Linked DNA regions of Mus musculus: region 1 is linked to region 2. A link is a contact called in public promoter capture Hi-C data. All regions are on one chromosome and are shown on one strand. Each heading gives the region's core, a stretch centred on a gene start, on an enhancer-like site or on the middle of the called end of the contact. The rest is flanking DNA. Distances are from core to core; before and after follow the strand shown. Region 1 holds the start of Cenpu (centromere protein U). Region 2 has its middle 13 kb from the start of Gm30880.

Region 1 (4,886 bases), core at 2,232-4,731, 280 kb after region 2:
GGTCACCTTGTAGCACCACATTTCTGCTCCTCTGTAAGGATAAGTGTCCTTCTCTTCCTACCCTAAGCTGGGCTGTACTCTGGCTTTACCTCTTGGGAAGCTCAGGTACTCTGGTTTCCATTATCAACACAACCAGCCAATAGAAGCTTTTAAGTCATGTTTCCAGGTTGAATTGCTATGCCGGCTCGCCCATACAATCAGCTAGAGCTAACCAGGAGTCTGTGTTACACACTGGCCTGCTTTAACCATGCCATGACCAGCCTAGACATCACCTAAGAGCTCCTGCCCTCTGTTCTTCTCTCCCTCAACCAGAGATGCACTGCACTTTGTGGGTGTTGAAGAAAAATAGCCTCATAGAGTGGAGCAAAGCTGAGGCCAGGTGTTTAAATATGGAGATGAGGATTTTAGTTTTCCTGTGACCAGCTTGAATTGTCTGTCTCAGCTTTGGAAGCAGTGGGCTTGAATTGTCTGTCTCACCCAGTTCCTGGGGGAACCTATGCGATTCCAGGAGGTTAGGGAGTAGACTGTCTATCTCCAGCCACAAGAATTGGCTTTGAGTAGCATGATTGTTAATGCTGACATGTCTATGTGCCCACAAAAGCTGTTTGTTTATAAATAGCATTTCAATTAGTACTCTGACTGGGTCTGGTGGTCCAAGCCTGTAAACCCAGCTAGTCAGGAGGCAGAGGCAGGAGGATCACAAGTTCAAAGGCAGCCTGAGCAACTTAAGTGGGAATACCTTTCAAATTAAAAGCAAAAAGGGGGCCTGGGAGGTAACACCATTGTAGAGTGCTTACCTAGCATGCATAGGGCCTATGAAAAAGCTTGAGCAACATAGACAGGCACATGTATGCTGGGCCTCTTCCTGAGGATTCTGGGCTTTCACACTGAATGAATGAATGAATGGATGGATGGATGGATGGATGGATGAATGAATGAATGGTGGAATTCAAACCTGAAACACAGCATAGCTGCCAGGTACAGACCTGATCCAGAGCCTTGGCTCAAGAAAAGGCAGGCAGATCTGTTAGCTACTGATGGGGCTGTTCCTTAGTGTTGATAGACATAAAATGGGGTTATGGTACCCACCACAGAGGGCTACTTAGAGCATTCAATGAGCTGATAGAAATTAAACACTTAGAACAGTGCCCGGGTCAGAGCAAATCCAGGTGCTGGTTCTGGTGGAGGTGGTGGAAGTGGTGGTGGTATAGAACCCAGCCTGAGGTTAAGGTTGATGAAAGGTCAAGACAATGTCCTCAGAGCTCCAGTGACCTCTAGAAACTTGGGATCAAACAGAGAAAGCAGCGTGACAGGCATCCTATCCTTGGACGTCTCCGTGACACAAACTCAGAACTTTAATGATTTAAACCTATCTGGATGAGTTTTGCTCGTTTCCACTGAGGGAGGAGTCCCCTTCCTGTTTGAGCACCCGAGTGGTTTCTTTTTTCCCCAACTCCAAAGCATAAAAGGTTTATCCACATCTCCCTTCCCAGAAAATGGAGTTACCTCTGCTCTCTATAGTATGCCAGTTTTCCATGCTTCCAGGAAGCCCGTTTCTACCCATCCATGAGGAACTTCCTGCAATACCCACAAGGTGATCTGCCCTCCTCTGGCAGTCATCCAGATGGTTTCTGGGTAATTGAGGACGCACACCTTTCGATGACGAGGAAACAGAAATAACCTTGAGGGAAACGCACGTCATAAACACAAGCGTTTCATCTCAGTAGACAGGAGATGTGAAACTCTTTAGAACTTACTGAGTAGGCAGAGTGGAGGGAGGGGTAAAGAAAACAGTCTACAGTTCACAAAACAATGTACAAAACCTGGTGTCATGCAAAGCTGACCACGACTACATCTTACATGGTATCTCTACTGACCCTAGATACTCACAGACAAGTGCCCTGGAAGATGTGCGTAAGAATTCCTGGTGATGTGCTGTCGGGAATAGTAAATAGAAAACATTGATGTACCCATAGCACAGAGGAATAAAAGCGATGCAAATAGTTACTTAATGAATTCCAAAGGCAGCATGAATGAACTACAGCTGCATGCAGATGTGGACACTTTAAAAATTATGGCTTTGGTTAGGATACTTGCAGAAAACCTACCAAACGTTATTTATAGAGATAGAAATATACAATGATTATACACAGAGGCATATCGAGGCTGAAAAGCATAAAAATGCTAAAGACAAATAAAAAAAACCGTATGGTTTGTGAAAAGGGCCATTCATGGAAGAGTCTGAGAGAACTGTTACATTTTATGTTCTGATTCAGTAATATAGGTGTCTATGTTTTATTTTTACAGTGTTAAATACCCTTTGTTGGAGACAGGGTTTCTTTGTGTAGGCCTGGCTGTCCTGGAACTCACTCTGTAGGCCATGCTACCTGCTTCTGCCTCTAGGACTAAAGGCAAGCACCACCACTGCCTAGCTTGTATTCATATTTTTATTGTGATAAAATTTATAACATAAAATTGGACATTTCAGCTTTTTATTCCAGTCATTTTAAGTGTTTAAATACATCCACCTTTTTTACACAACCATCTATCTCTCCCATCACCCCCATTTCTGGCCTTTCTCATTACCACTGTGTTTTAGGTTAATCAAGAAATCATTGTTGGAGCTGGAGAGATGACTCAGCCATTTGGAGCCTCTTGCCAAAGACCTCAGAGTTTCCCAGCCTCATAACTATCTGTAACTCCAGTTTCAGGGTATCTGATGCCCTCCTCTGACCTCCACTGGGACCACGGATGTGTATATATATATGCGTGTGTGTGTGTGTATATATACATACATATGCGTATATATAATAAATATATAACATTTTGCATCGATACACATAAATCTTAAAAAAAAATTCATTGCCAAGTCCAACGTCTTGATTCAGTTTTCTTCTGAGTTTGGCCGTTTTTTTTACTTCTTATATCTTTGATCCCTTTAAATCAATTTTTCATTCTTTTGTACCACAAGAAAAATGTAAAAACAAAAGAATCGTGAGTATGGATCCAGAAGGGACCTTCCCGCTTTACGAAGGACCTGGAAGGGAGGACAAATAACGTGTCGCGTTCAACAGTGAGCTGCTACAGGGAGCTAAAAGCGGCATCTGCATTTAGCAATGCGAAGGATTTGACAGTAGTCCATCAACTAACAGCCCGCCCGGAAGCACTGGAGTTTTGGATCCGCTGGCGGCTGGCTCGGGTCCACCCACACCCACACCAGCTCCGGGTCATTTACCCGCCCACGAGGCCGGGGAGTTCTAAATTTACGGAACGGAGCGAGAGCGGGAGAGACAGCCTGCAGCAGCTAAGCCGGTTGCTTTGGACTCCGCTCCGCTGTTGGGTGTTTTCCAGGCCTGGATTTCATCGTGCTCTCGCCCAGGACGCTCTCTGGCCCCGCCCCGGAAAAGGCGGAGCATAGCGAGGACTAGGCTCTGATTGGCTGTTCAGAGCAAGACCGGCTAGGCGCGAGTTTGGAGTCCCTGCCTTTGGGAACGGTAGGATGGCTGCAAGGAGAAGTTTGAGATACTCGGGGAACCCGGGGTAAGTGCTGCCGCCCCGAAATCCGCCCAGGATGGGCTCAACCCGTCCCAGAGACTCGCTGACCCGGCCTCAATTCCCACAGCCCCGAATCCTAGAGCCAGGAGTCAAGCTGTGTGGTAGGGGAACTCAGACACCAGCGTCGCTTTCATGTGACAAGCAAATATTTAACAGTAATCATTTCTGGTCTGTCGACATTGCTTTTTATTTCTAAGACGCAGCTGTTTTCGTAATAGAAAACACGGAAGCCAAACGAAATCTCTAGCGAGGGACCAGGCAGCTGCTTGTTTAGAGCTTGGGCTGGCCTTGCCTAAATACCTAAAGGACATTCAGAGTGCTTCATGGATCTTTTCATTATATAAGAGGTGTGCATCTGAAAAGAAGTTAGTAAGCGGCCCGAAAGGTTAGCGCCACCAACTCCTGGCGAAGGATATTCTGGGCGTGTCTGGCGCGCATCCAAAGCCTGGTAGAGATTTGGATAGAAAGGTCTCCTCTGCGTAGGAAGTCTTCCGTGGGAGGATTACCTATGGAAGATGATGCTTGTAGCTACCACAGGACACAGATGGTGGGGGAATCCACATTCGGTGAGCAGTGGGAAGGAAGATTTAAAAAGGGCAAAGGAGCTTATCAGGGCATGCTGGTTTGTGCTTTTACCTTTTTTGGTTTTTCGAGACAGAATTTTTCTGTGTGGCCCTGGCTGTCCTGGAACTCAACTCTTGTAGACCAGGCTGGCCATAAACTTAGAGATCACCTGCCTCAGCCTCCCAAGTGCTGAGATGAAAGGCGTGAGCCACCACCACCTTTGAGCAAGGGAAAGGAGCTTAGAACTTGATCTGCCAAACCAGTGGTTTTTGTTGTTTCAACATCTTGAGGCTTGGAATTTATGAAATCTGTTCATTATCACTCCTAAAACACACGGATGCATACAGCAAAGATTATATAAAATGGTTACTGTAGAGATTTCCTTTAGGAAAGAAAGAGGTTTCTGTAGAGTTTGGAAACTGCTCCAGGACTCCAGCCCACAGCTAGAAGGGAATTTCTCTGGTTTTGGAGCACACACAAGAAACAGGTAGAGGGGCTGGTGAGATGGCTCAGCAGGTAAAAGCACTGACTGCTCTTCTGAAGGTCCTGAGTTCAAATCCCAGCAACCACATGGTGGCTCACAATCACCCGTAATGAGATCTGACACCCTATTCTGGTGGGTCTGAAGACAGCTACAATGTACTTGTGTATAATAATACCTAAATCTTTGGGCTAGAGCCAGCAGGGACTGAGCAAGTGGAGTTGACCGGAGCGAGCAGAGCAGAGGTCCTAAAAGCTCAATTCCCAACAACCACATGAAGGCTCAG
Region 2 (4,775 bases), core at 724-3,223:
TACCAACCTCAGACTGGCTAGATCTGGCTAGGCAAGCCCAGGGAGGATTATGAAGATACGTTATTTTGAAGAGTTTTTTAATTTTATTTTGTTTTTAATCAACATGGGAAGCAGCAGATTTTGTTACAGCATTTTCATACACATATGTCATTGTCCTTATTCATGGTCCTCCCCGACACTGTCCCTAGCTTTCTGTTCTTCCAGCAATAGGTGCTTAATGTCATAATACTTACCACTATCCAAGCAGGGAGCACTGAATTAATACTGAAACCTGGAAAAGTTGTCTCGGTTAGAATTTGTTAATTTTTGCATCTCCATGCTAATATATCCTATTTTAGGATCATAAACAACCAAATGCTTGGAAGAAAATCCTGCTATTGAGTTCGATGGTTCTTTTGCCTTTTCTCATCCCCACCCTCGACTCCCAGGGAAGTTTACCTCTCTGTATCTCAAGTGAAGCAGCACCTTGACACTTGTGCAGCTCTGTATTGCCAAAGGCTGTGTGTCCTAAGTCAAACACTTACAAAGCACCCTGACCGATTCACACTAGTGTCCCTCCAGGGACCTTGCTGTCACGCCTCTCTTTGAAGAGTCAGGGGGGTCTTACTCCTGTAGGGAGCCTTCACTGGGCTGATGTTCCTGGCGATTTCTTCTCTGAAACCATCATGCTGAGTTCTTGTGTTCTCTTCTCCCAGAGGTCATGTCCTGCCCAGCATCCCATGGTGCTGGGTCAACAAGAACATGGGGTGACCATTATTTGCCTAAACCTAGAGAAAATAAAAGCATGATTTGATTTCACCTCTAGGTTTCCCCTACATTCGACTTTGTTATTATTCGTATAGAGTCTTTATCTGTTTTACTCCTTGGGCGTGTCTAGAAGGTAACGATAGATTCTTTACTTTTCAGTTTGGGCAGGCCATGACTGAATAGTGAACGCCACCAGAGAATGCCTGAAACGATCTTGTTTCACCCAGTAACCACTGAGACAATTTCAACCCATGTACAAAATCAAGGATCCATTAGACCCCCTCTTTTTTCTTTGTATGTGTAAGTTTCATGGAAGTTCAGATACTCTGGATCCTCTTTTAAAAATTAAATTAAATTAGCCAAAAGGCAAAGAAAAAGAGCTTGCATTTTCTAGAGTTCCCTGGAGGGTTTTTATCTGTTTAAAGTAATCAGGGTTTTTTTTTCTTTTCTCATATTGACACAAGCATTCATTTGCTAATTCACTGGGCATTACACTGTGTGGCGCTTTCCCCAGAGACTTGCATGAATCTGAAATGTGTGGGTCCTTACTGTTGCCCAGGTCCTGCATCATTCCCTGCACACATATGGTTTCCCTCCTCTCCCCATAGATAAGAGTCAGCCCTGATCGCCTTAAGGGATAAATGAGTTAAATGGACCAATATTCTAGGCCTGGACATAAAAACCCAGGCTTTTCAGCAGTGCCCGGAGCACCTGCAGCAGCAAAGTCATTTGCACATACATAAATAAATAAATTAACAATGAATAAATAATTTAATCCCAGCCACACAATGCCACCTTGCAGATTTGGTCCTTCGAAGCACCCAGTGAGTTTGCCCATTGCTAATTCTTTTTGATAAAGTCTTCAAATACTTGCTGACTGTCAGGGTCATTTTCTTATTGATTTCACTTGATTAGTTCTGTATGACCTAGGGTCACCCTAAAATCTACATCTCTCGTGAAGACTTGGGAAGACCTTCTTTTTCTTTTTTTTTTTTTTTCTTTACGCATCCCCTGGAACGGAGAGAGAGCACTTGCCATCGCTCCATACAATGGTAAGGTTATTTTTAGTCACCAGCCTCCTGAGGAGGCTTTTGGCTTAACCAAGCGCAAAAATAACTCATTAAGGGATATCCTGTTTTTTGTAGCCTCTTGATCCAGTGTGCTTGGGTGTGCCTGCAGCAGGTCTCCTGAGCCATCTTTCCTTTAACCCTGCTGGGCCAATAACAGCACCAGGCTCCTGGCACCTGGCCACCCACAGGATGGCTGCTGTTCTGTGCTCTTCAGCAAAGGGTGTTAGTCTCTGCGGGGAGGAAGGCTCATTTCTTCTTTAACTTGCTTACTTAGGTAGCCGGAATCCTACCTAATTCTCCAGTATCTGGGATCCCCTAGTTCTAGATTGGGTCCTTCTTTTATAGTCAGCCTGCCTCACCCTGGTTACTCTATCCCTAGCCAAAACGTCAGGTCTGTAAATGAAAAAACAAAAATGTGTAAGACCTTGGTTGAATAAAACAGCCTGAATTAGTGGGAGCTAAAGTCTTCACTTCTGCTTTTATTACAAAACTCATGATTATTTAAAGTAGCTCTTCAGCATCCTCCACCAGTTATTTTTAATTTTTTCCCCTTTTACTTATTTATTTTTTATTTTTTAAATTACTTTTTTTTAAAGGTCCAGTTGTTACCCCATCCTGGTCGGCCCTCCCACAGTTCCTCATCCCATATTTTTAAAATTTTTATTTATTTTACGTGTGGGTGTGAGGGTGCATGGTATGTCATATCACATACAGAGGTCAGAAGACAGCTTATAAGAGGCAGTTGTCTCCTCCCGCTGCGTGGGTTCTGGGGATCCCCCTTAGGTGTTAAGTTTTCTTTACTTGCTGAGCTGTCTCTCCAGCCACCCCCAACGTCCCCCACCAGAGCTGCCAACAATTCTGGTAGCGCTTCCCACGGCTCTGAGCGCCAAGTTCTTGGTTATAATGTGACTGGGCTTACACATCGTTCTCACAATGATGGACAGTAACCCAGGACTATGGCTTAAAACAACAACAAGAAACCCTTTCTCCCTAACTGTCTTTAATTGTTGTGTTTTATCTCAGTAACAGAAAGCAAAACTAAAAGTTAATAAATAATAGTTATGTGGTAGATAAATTATACATAATAGATGATAGATTAGATGATTGATAGATGATACATAGGTAGATAGATAGATAGATAGATAGATAGATAGATAGATAGATAGGTAGGTAGATAGATAGATAGACTGACAGATAATGACTAGACTATCGCTGGCCGAATCATTAGAAAATAGATTATAGTGCTCGCTTCAGCAGCACATATACTAAAATTGGAGAAGATTAGCATGGCCCCTGAGCAAGGATGACATGCAAATTAGTGAAGCATTCCATATTTTAAAAAAATAGATTATAGGTTATGAATACAACATTGCCCTTTAAAATACTTTCCCACCCATATCCTAAGACTAGTGTAACCATGGTCTCTAAAGAATTAAAATTCCCCTGGAGCTCAGTACTGAGAATGGAAACAATTCAGTTGGCCTGGGTACCAGGAAAGTCACCCGACATTCACTAAGAAAGGATGGATAACCTGCCTGCCAGCTACATCCATATATGCGTAACTCCTGACTCTTGAACTTTCCCACAAATCCTAACACTGTTATAGGAAGGGAGGAGAGAAACTAAGAATATTTTTCTCCTTGGTTGTGGACAAAAGAGTAAATAAGCTTTCTTCTACTTTGTTATAAGTTCTGTCCTCTAATTTTCTTGTGTCCTGAGGGCATCTTTGTGATAACTTCTTCGGACAAAAAGTGGGAGTTGTCAGGGAAACAGTTAGGAATAAATATAAGCTGACTAAGGGACACCAGTTCCTGGAAAATGAGCATCATTAGCCTAAAGATTCCATCAACCGTGTACAACAGCAAATTCCATAGTGACTAGAGAGATGGCTGGGGTCTGAGTTTGATTCCCATCACCCACATACAGAGCAGAACCTGGAAGCCTGAGCTTGGAATCCTACTGTTGGGAAGACTCGGATTCCTGAGGCTTGCTGGCTGGCCTGAAAAACCAAACCAGCGAGCCCTAGGCAAGCCAAGAGACCTTATCTCCAAAAACAAGATGGTGGTTCCTGAAGAACACCACCTGAGGGTAACCTCTGACCTCCACATTCACACATGTGCATCCCCCAACACCTACACACACATAACTATGCACACTCACCTACACACACATGGCTGTACACACTCATCTACACAATATGTATACACACTCATTTATACACACATGCCTGTACACACTTATCTATATACACAAACCCATACACACTCATCTATACACACATGCCTGTACACACTCATCTACACACATGCCTGTACAGACTCATCTATATATACATACATGTACACACTCATCTACATACAATACCTATCCTCACTCATCTATACACACATGCCTGTACACACTCATCTACACACACACATGCCTGTACATACCATCTACATACACATACCTGTACACACTCATACACACATGTGCCTGTACACACTCATGTTCACACATGTGCACACATATAGGATACTCTCATCTTTCCTGCTTCATCTGTTCAGACTCACAAACTCAGCAGGAGGTTCCGTGGGGCCTCTGTAGCTTACAGGAGCTCATCTTTAGTTGGGTTCTTTATTTGCTGTGTGTCTTTGTCCTTCAGAATTTTGGGGGAAAGTATAATCTGAAGGAGTCGGGCATTTGTACTTCTCAAATTGCTTCTTAGTCGTCCCCCGAACACTTGAAAATTTGTCAATCTACCCATGTCCGGTTGGATTTAGTTTACTTTTATTTTAATTATTCTTTAAGAGTAGTTTTCCGAGGCTGGAGAGAAACCCAGCTGTTAGGAGTGTGTGCTACTCTTACAGAAGTCCTGAGTTCAGTCCCCAGCACCCGTATTGCATGGATCACACCGCCTGTAACTCCTGCTTCAGGGAAACTGGTCACTCCTGGGCTCGGTGGGCACCTGCACTCATC

What was found. Promoter capture Hi-C pulls out the DNA fragments that hold promoters and counts their contacts.
Region 1: a contact with region 2 is called in a promoter capture Hi-C map of pre-B cells. The contact joins the promoter of Cenpu here to the enhancer-like site in region 2. A contact is called at or near these places in 17 of 39 promoter capture datasets (3T3-L1-derived adipocytes, the C10 cell line, the HPC-7 cell line and 12 more), 4 of 484 Hi-C or Micro-C datasets (bone marrow-derived macrophages, embryonic fibroblasts, neurons and 1 more), 15 of 115 datasets of contacts at active chromatin or transcription factors (the NIH/3T3 cell line, bone marrow-derived macrophages, craniofacial prominence and 11 more) and 1 of 9 other capture datasets (pancreatic islet).

The regions. Positions count from the first base shown.
Region 1 is chr8:46,548,588-46,553,473 of GRCm38.p6, forward strand. It overlaps Cenpu (centromere protein U), which reads left to right and starts at 3,482. Exons shown (of 13, transcript NM_027973.4): 1 at 3,482-3,540. The coding sequence starts at 3,500.
Region 2 is chr8:46,268,993-46,273,767 of GRCm38.p6, forward strand. It overlaps the pseudogene Gm24669. Among named protein-coding and RNA genes, the nearest start is that of Gm30880, 13 kb to the right of the region's middle. Within about 2 kb of position 1,974, at least 4 of the 459 cell types and tissues checked have an H3K27ac peak or open chromatin away from gene starts, as enhancers often do. A contact at or near this core is called in pre-B cells, where this site is marked.